2 separate regions of the Mus musculus genome follow, and region 1 is linked to region 2. A link is a contact called in public Hi-C data. All regions are on one chromosome and are shown on one strand. The core of a region is the stretch at or near the end of the contact, and the rest is flanking DNA. Distances in the headings are between cores, read along the strand shown. Region 1 holds the start of Klf9 (Kruppel-like factor 9). Region 2 overlaps Trpm3 (transient receptor potential cation channel, subfamily M, member 3).

Region 1 (3,422 bases), core at 765-3,264, 500 kb before region 2:
GATGCCAACAACTCTGAAACATGCGGTCTCAGGACAAGGTAAGGCCCGCTGCCTGATCATAACAACAGTTACAAACGACCCTTCCCTAGCTGACCTCAACACTTGTTCATATGTGAACGCCTTCCACCTTTTTCTAGGCATGTTTAACTAGAACCACCAGAGCTAGTTGACCAGGGTCCTACTAAGCTCCTAAAGCCAGTTCCCTAGAGCAGATGGTTTTACAGCCACGTTGGTGTGCTGCGTGGCCTACAGCTAAGAGGAACGCCCCCACACTCATCCGTGAGGCCTTGAACTCCAGCAAAGACCACACCTCTCTCCTAAGGCTTCAGGCATGAGACCAAATAAGTCACATGGGAACAGATCAGCACTGAATCACGTTCCTTAGGAAAGCTAACTAGTCAAGAAGTTAATCCACCATCCATTCCTTCATCAGTCTCCCCTGCAGCCTGAAGCAGTTTTATTTTAAACCTCTCAGGGGACTCTTAGCCAAATTTAAAACCACCTTGGCAAGCCCTGAAAAGTAGCCGCCATCCAGTTAAATGAGTCCTTAGTCATCCTAAAACGATTCACGCAGAGTGCGGCTCCCCTCCCAGGCCGACCCCTCCGTTGCAACCCCACCAGGGAATGGGATAAAAGCTGCGCCATTTGACTACCCTACCCCCCAGCGTCTCCCCAGGTGGGGCGACCCCGCAGCGGCGGGGTACGGAGTCCCGGGGGCGGGGCGGGTAAGGGAGGGGCGGGCCGGCTCCAGGCCGAGCCACGCAAGCCACTTGCTCAGAGCGGCGGTTGGGGGGGTGGGGGTGGGTTCGGGTGGCTCCTAAAGGTTGGAGCCAAGTAAGGAGAGAGTGCAGGAGTTAAGCAGCATCTTCTCCAAAATGTTTGCAGCCTCTAGGCCGAGTGCGGTGTCCTGGGCGCCCAGGAATGCTGGCCGGCCAAAGGTTAGCTAAAGCCCGAAGCGGGGGAGAGGCGACGCCGCTAACCTGTATGCACTCTGTAATGGGCTTTAAGATGGGAGGATTTTCCATAGACTTTCCCACAGCCACTGTAGGGGCACTTGTGCCTCTTTTCGGAGGCGTGTTTCCCCTTCGAAGCCACTCCAGAGTGGAGGAGGGAGAGTGGGCTGGGCGCGCTGCCAGAATCCTGTCTCTCCTCCGGGCTGTGGGAAGGACTCGACCCAGATTCGGTGGTCACGTCGCTGTCGGATCCTATATCCTCATCGGGACTCTCCAGACTGTCGCTGCACACCGAGGGGGTCTGGATGGGTCGGTATTTGTTGAGGTCCAACAAGCTCTTGGCGATAGTGACCAGCGTGCAATAATCCTTCCAGGTGTCCCCCGGGTCACCGTGTTCCTTGGTCACCTCGCGCTCAGGTAGTCGCAGCCGCTCGGCTTCCGGAGCGCCCCCGTGCTCCGGCACGGCGGCGCGGTTGGAGATGGAAACCAGACACTGGGCAGCCACGAAGTCCATGTAGGCGGCCGCGGACATGGTGCGGGCGACGGCAGCCCGGGCGGTGCGGCCAAACTTGAAGGTGGCTGCGGAGCTTCGGCTAGCCCTGCCCTGGCCTCGGACGACGAGCGCGGTGCGGCGCGGCCGAGGGGGCGGGGGCGCGGGAGCTTGCGACTCGCGGGAGCGCCGAGGCGACCTCAGCCCCTCATCTTTACGTAACCGGCAGCGCCTCCGCACGCAGCAGCCGCGGCCGGCTCCGCCGCTGTCGCCGCCGCCCTGCCCGGCGCCCCGCGCGATCCCACGATGGGCGCGCCCTCCTCGGAGAGATGCCACACGTGGCGGTCGCAAGTTTATTCGACTGCAAACGTGTCGGAGTCCCAGAGAAAGCCAACTGCGAGCCAGGCGCACGTCCTCGACCGCCTCTCCGCCGAGCTGACGCCCCGGGGCATCAGCCGAGTACGCGGACGAGGGGGGCCGGGGCTGAGTGGGGCTCCGCGCCTACGAGACACTTCTTCCCGCGTCCGCCGACGGCCGCTGAGCCCCTGGTCCTGCCGCGCCGCGCCTCTCCGGCATTCTCCAGCTCAGTAACAATTTCGCAGAATCCCATCACGTCACAATCCAGGCCCCCTCCAATTGGCCAGTGGGGAGGGTGATTCAACTCTGTTTACTTTCTCCCCCTGCCAGTCAGAAGGGCCCTTCGGTGGAGAGGTGCGTCTAGAACTACGGCGCGCGGCCAATCCGACCGTTCCGTTCCGCCGCCGCGTGCTGCCCCTCCAGCCCCGAACGCTGACATTTAAAAGGGAAACTGCTCGGAGCCCGGCAACCAGCGGCTGCGCATCCCCGCAGATGCCGCCCAGACCGCGCGCGCGCCTACGCCTCCCGGCCCACGTGCCAGCTGGCGTGGCTTGGGAACGCTTCTCCCCTAGGCAGTTACGCCCATCCCTAGGGACGAAACAGAACTTCAACTTCGGGTTCCCAGCCCTCAAACAGTTAAGTGACTTCCTGCAAACGCTACAGTCCCAGCAACCAGGCTTCCAATCAAAAGTAAGTTGGTTGATGTCACTGGCATTGGCTCAGCCAATCAGAAGGGCGTTCCAAAAGGAAGCGCCCGACACTTGTAAACCTGCGGAGCAGAAGTGAATCGGACAGATCTTTTCATATTTGTGTTGCTGGTGCTAACTCTAAAATATAGATGGAAGGACGGGGTGCTTAATAAACTAAGTGTGAGTCAAATTTTAAACCCTCGATATGGCAGGCCACGTTGTCCAAGGACAGACTCGGATGAGACAGCATCAATTCGTTCTTGTTTGGAATGCAGCACTTAGATGTTTAAAAGTTCTTTCACCCCACACATTAACCAAGAGAAATTCATCTAAAATTTTTCACAGCTAACAAAAGATCCGGTTCCGTATTAAATGGTTCTTACACAAAAGCACCGCCATCTTGGCATTTTGCTAAACCTCCTACTTCCTTGGGCGCCTTTGACTCTAAATTCGCTCTGTCTTGAAGCTATCTTAACCCATAAACTGAGACCAATAAGACATTGCATTTGCATAACTTGAAAAAATCCTTTTCTTTGTAGGGACTCCTCCCTGTTCCTGCTGGGCAAGCCTTTCCTTCCTCTTGCTTCACAATTGTAGAGAACAAGACTGGTCTACCTTATCAGGTAGACGACCGCAGAACTCAAAAAAAAAAAAAAAAAAAAAAAAAAAAAGCACAGGGTTCCCGATTCCTGACTCTGCTTTAGAGGAGCCACCCCTGTGAAATATTAACTGTGTTAAATAGTCCTGAGAACTGGAATCATCCAGAGAGCCTTAACAACTGAATCTTGTGGCTTTACTTGGTCAACAATTAGTGTGGGGTTGGGAGTCTGATGAACTCAGTGTGCTTCTTCCTGAGATGAGTGCTGGGTTGTTTTCCATCATGATAGCTAAGGATCTACAGCAGGGCATACAGTCAACACTGCGGGTTTACAA
Region 2 (3,129 bases), core at 386-2,885:
TGATATTGGAATATAAGTGAATACATAAATTATTTTTTAAAGAAGCAAGAACAAAACAATTTAAAAATAGTAAAAAAAAGAAAATCATATAGAATCAAAAGGGACCTTAGACAGACAAAGCGATCCTGATCAAGAAGAACCATGCTAGTTGATCCATAAAATCTGACTTCAAGTTACAAAATAGAGTCACAGCAACAAACATTGCATGATAGTGGTACAAACCAGATGCACAGATACATGCAGTATATAATAGAGGAACCACACAGTGCCAGCTACTTTATTTTTGACCAAGATGCTATCATACACATTGGAGAAAAGACAGCATCTTCAACAAATCATGCTGGCAAAACTGGATAGTCTCATGTAACAGATGGAACTAAATGCCTATGTCTTACCTGTTCAAAATCAATGTAAAATGGATCAACTACCCTAATGTAAGATCTGAGCCTCTTCAGCTGTTATAGAAAAGTATAGGGAAAGACTTCAAGATATTGACATGTAAAGGACTTTCTAAAAGACAGCAACTCAGAAAAGTACCAACAATTAATTAAGAGGATGGCATGAAATTTGATAGCTTCTAAAAAGCAAGATAATTGACTGAAAAGACAGCCAATGTAATGGGAGAAAAAGATTGTTGTTTATATATAACAGAGATATCTAGGATATCTAAACAACAACACCCCAACCTCCCCCCACATCAAACTAAAATAAACAAAACACTACTAGAAACACAAACAACATAATCAACAAATGGACTAATGAAGTGAATAAAAAGCTCTCAAAAGATGAAGTTAACATGCCCAATAAATACACGATGACATGCAGATCACCCTCAGTTATCAGGGAAATGCAAATAAAAACTCAGAGGTCCCATCTCTTTCAAGTCAGAATGGCAGTCATTAAATAACACAAATTCTGGCCAAGATGAGATTACAGTGCCATATCTACTCTGCTGGTGGAACTGTAAACTAGCCAAGCCACTGTGGAAATCAGTATCTAGGTCCTTCAAATGACTAAAATTAGAACTAGCATATGGCTGATCTTTACCACTCCTGGGTGTATGTACTCCTGAAGGGCTCCAAGTCAGCGTGCCAGAGAGATGCTTACACACACACGTTTATCAGAACACTGTTCACAGCTATCAAATTATGGACTCAGCCTAGCTGTCCACTGACAGGTCAATGGTTAAAGAAAAGTATGTGTTTAGCTGTAAAGAAGAATAAAATTACGAGTTTTTCTAGAAAATTGATGTGATACAGCATCATCATATTAAAGTAAACCAATCCAAATTCAGATAATACATGTTTACTTTCATATGTTGATCCTAGATTGTATATAGACATATAAACACACACATATACATGTGACATAAAAGCAGGAGGGATAATGGGGAGAAGAGATACTAGGAAGAGTGGGAGAGGAAGGTGGGGATATAGTAAATGATTTGGTTACAGTCCATGACACACTTAAGGAAAACTGTCTTCATAAAACCCGTCATATTGTATAATTAATATAAACCAATAGAATTTTTAAAAAGAAATAAGAAGAGCAGTGCAGTAAGCGATCTAGACCTCTAACTAGTGGAGAGCCCTGGCTTGGACAATCTGCAGTTGTAGAGTGAAGCCAGTCAGAACTCTGAGTAGAGAGGAACACCTACTGGCAAAGAGGGTATGAGGCTGGTGCATTCTGAACTCTGGAGTTTAAATAATACATGTCCTTGTTTGCACATGAAAATAATGATGAGGAATATGTAATGCCTGATGGTAGCCATAGGGGAAGACACTGTACAAGTTTCTCATATTTTTCTCATGTGTTTGTTGGAATGCCCCAGGTAATGTAAGATTTCCCTCAAAACATCTAAAAAACTGCACCAGAGTTTCAAGAACAAAATGAGAGACTCCACTCCTTTGCCTATCCATTGCAGTTGATCACATCGAAGTCTTCAGTATCTCTTCCTTGTTTGTGGACACCCAGTGGGAAGTGTCTGTCTGTCATTCTTTCTGTAGCCGGTCTCTTTTCTTTCCAACATTCTGCATCCCACCTTGCTCAGTAATTTTCCTACAGCACAAGATTATCAGACTAAGTGAAAAAAAAATCCTCTAAGAGCTTCTCATTTGCTAAGAATGAAATTTCAAACAGCTAAGCATGCAGGCCAATTCCCCGCATGACCTCACTTTTTCCAGCTTGAACATTCATTTCTCTTCATTGGTCACTTGATGCTGTAGTCAGACAGCCCTGGTTAAGAAACAGGTCCCCTCTCAGCAAATAATTTTCCCACAGGGAATGTTCCATTCCCACAGGAAGAGCCCTCCGCACCTACTACTCAACCTCCTAATACCTGTTTAGTAGCCTTCATCTGTGCACACATGCACACATGCATGTGCGTATGGAGGTCATAAATTAACCTCGGAGCCATCTACTTTGTTTTTGGGGGAAGAGAGCTGGTTTGTGGGCACTGGGATCTAACTCAACTCTTCATGCTGGTGAAGGAAGTCCATCACTGACCATGCTGTCACTCTAGTCCCACTTGGTAGTTTCTTGAATGCTAAGTGGTTTCTTGAATGCTCAACATAATATCTCTTTATCGCTTTCCTCAGCCAGAATTAAACCTACCTTCTCTTGCACTCCTGGGATATTTTGTTCATTCCCTTATTTTTCTATTCTACTTGTCTTTATTATGTCTATCCATGACTGATATCTGTTTGTGAAGGTATAGCTTAGTGTTTATTTGCCCATCAAGCAATGCAGGTGTCTGTAAATGGTGTCAAGAATACGAAGCAATAACAATATGCCTTCTTAAACAGGCCCCGCATTACCTTAACACCGGTAAACATGCCAGTGTGAACAGGAGACATTTCACAAGACCCCACTGTCTTGATGAAAAGCTAAAGGCTATTAAAAATGCCAGGGGGTGGGAGAGAGAGAGAGAGAGAGAGAGAGAGAGAGAGAGAGAGAGAGAGAGACAGAGAGAGAGAGAGCTATTTTCCTACAGTGATGAGCACCCTGTGGTTATCCAATACCAAGTAGTTGGCCCTGAAAAATATAAGCAAGCAACACTAAACAGATTCAGTAGGTTGTATTTATAAATTTATTTGACTATTAAAGAATAAGATGCCATGGATTCCATAA

The links. Hi-C and Micro-C count contacts between places; a contact is called where the count stands out from the background.
Region 1: a Hi-C map of cerebellum shows a contact between it and region 2, with 2.0 times the contacts expected there. A contact is called at or near these places in 2 of 39 promoter capture datasets (hippocampal neurons and maxillary cranial neural crest) and 1 of 484 Hi-C or Micro-C datasets (cerebellum).

The regions. Positions count from the first base shown.
Region 1 is chr19:23,139,818-23,143,239 of GRCm38.p6, reverse strand. It overlaps Klf9 (Kruppel-like factor 9), which reads right to left and starts at 2,014. Exons shown (of 2, transcript NM_010638.5): 1 at 981-2,014. The coding sequence starts at 1,485.
Region 2 is chr19:22,636,482-22,639,610 of GRCm38.p6, reverse strand. The region is part of intron 1 of Trpm3 (transient receptor potential cation channel, subfamily M, member 3); the gene reads right to left. Among named protein-coding and RNA genes, the nearest start is that of Mir204, 110 kb to the left of the region's middle.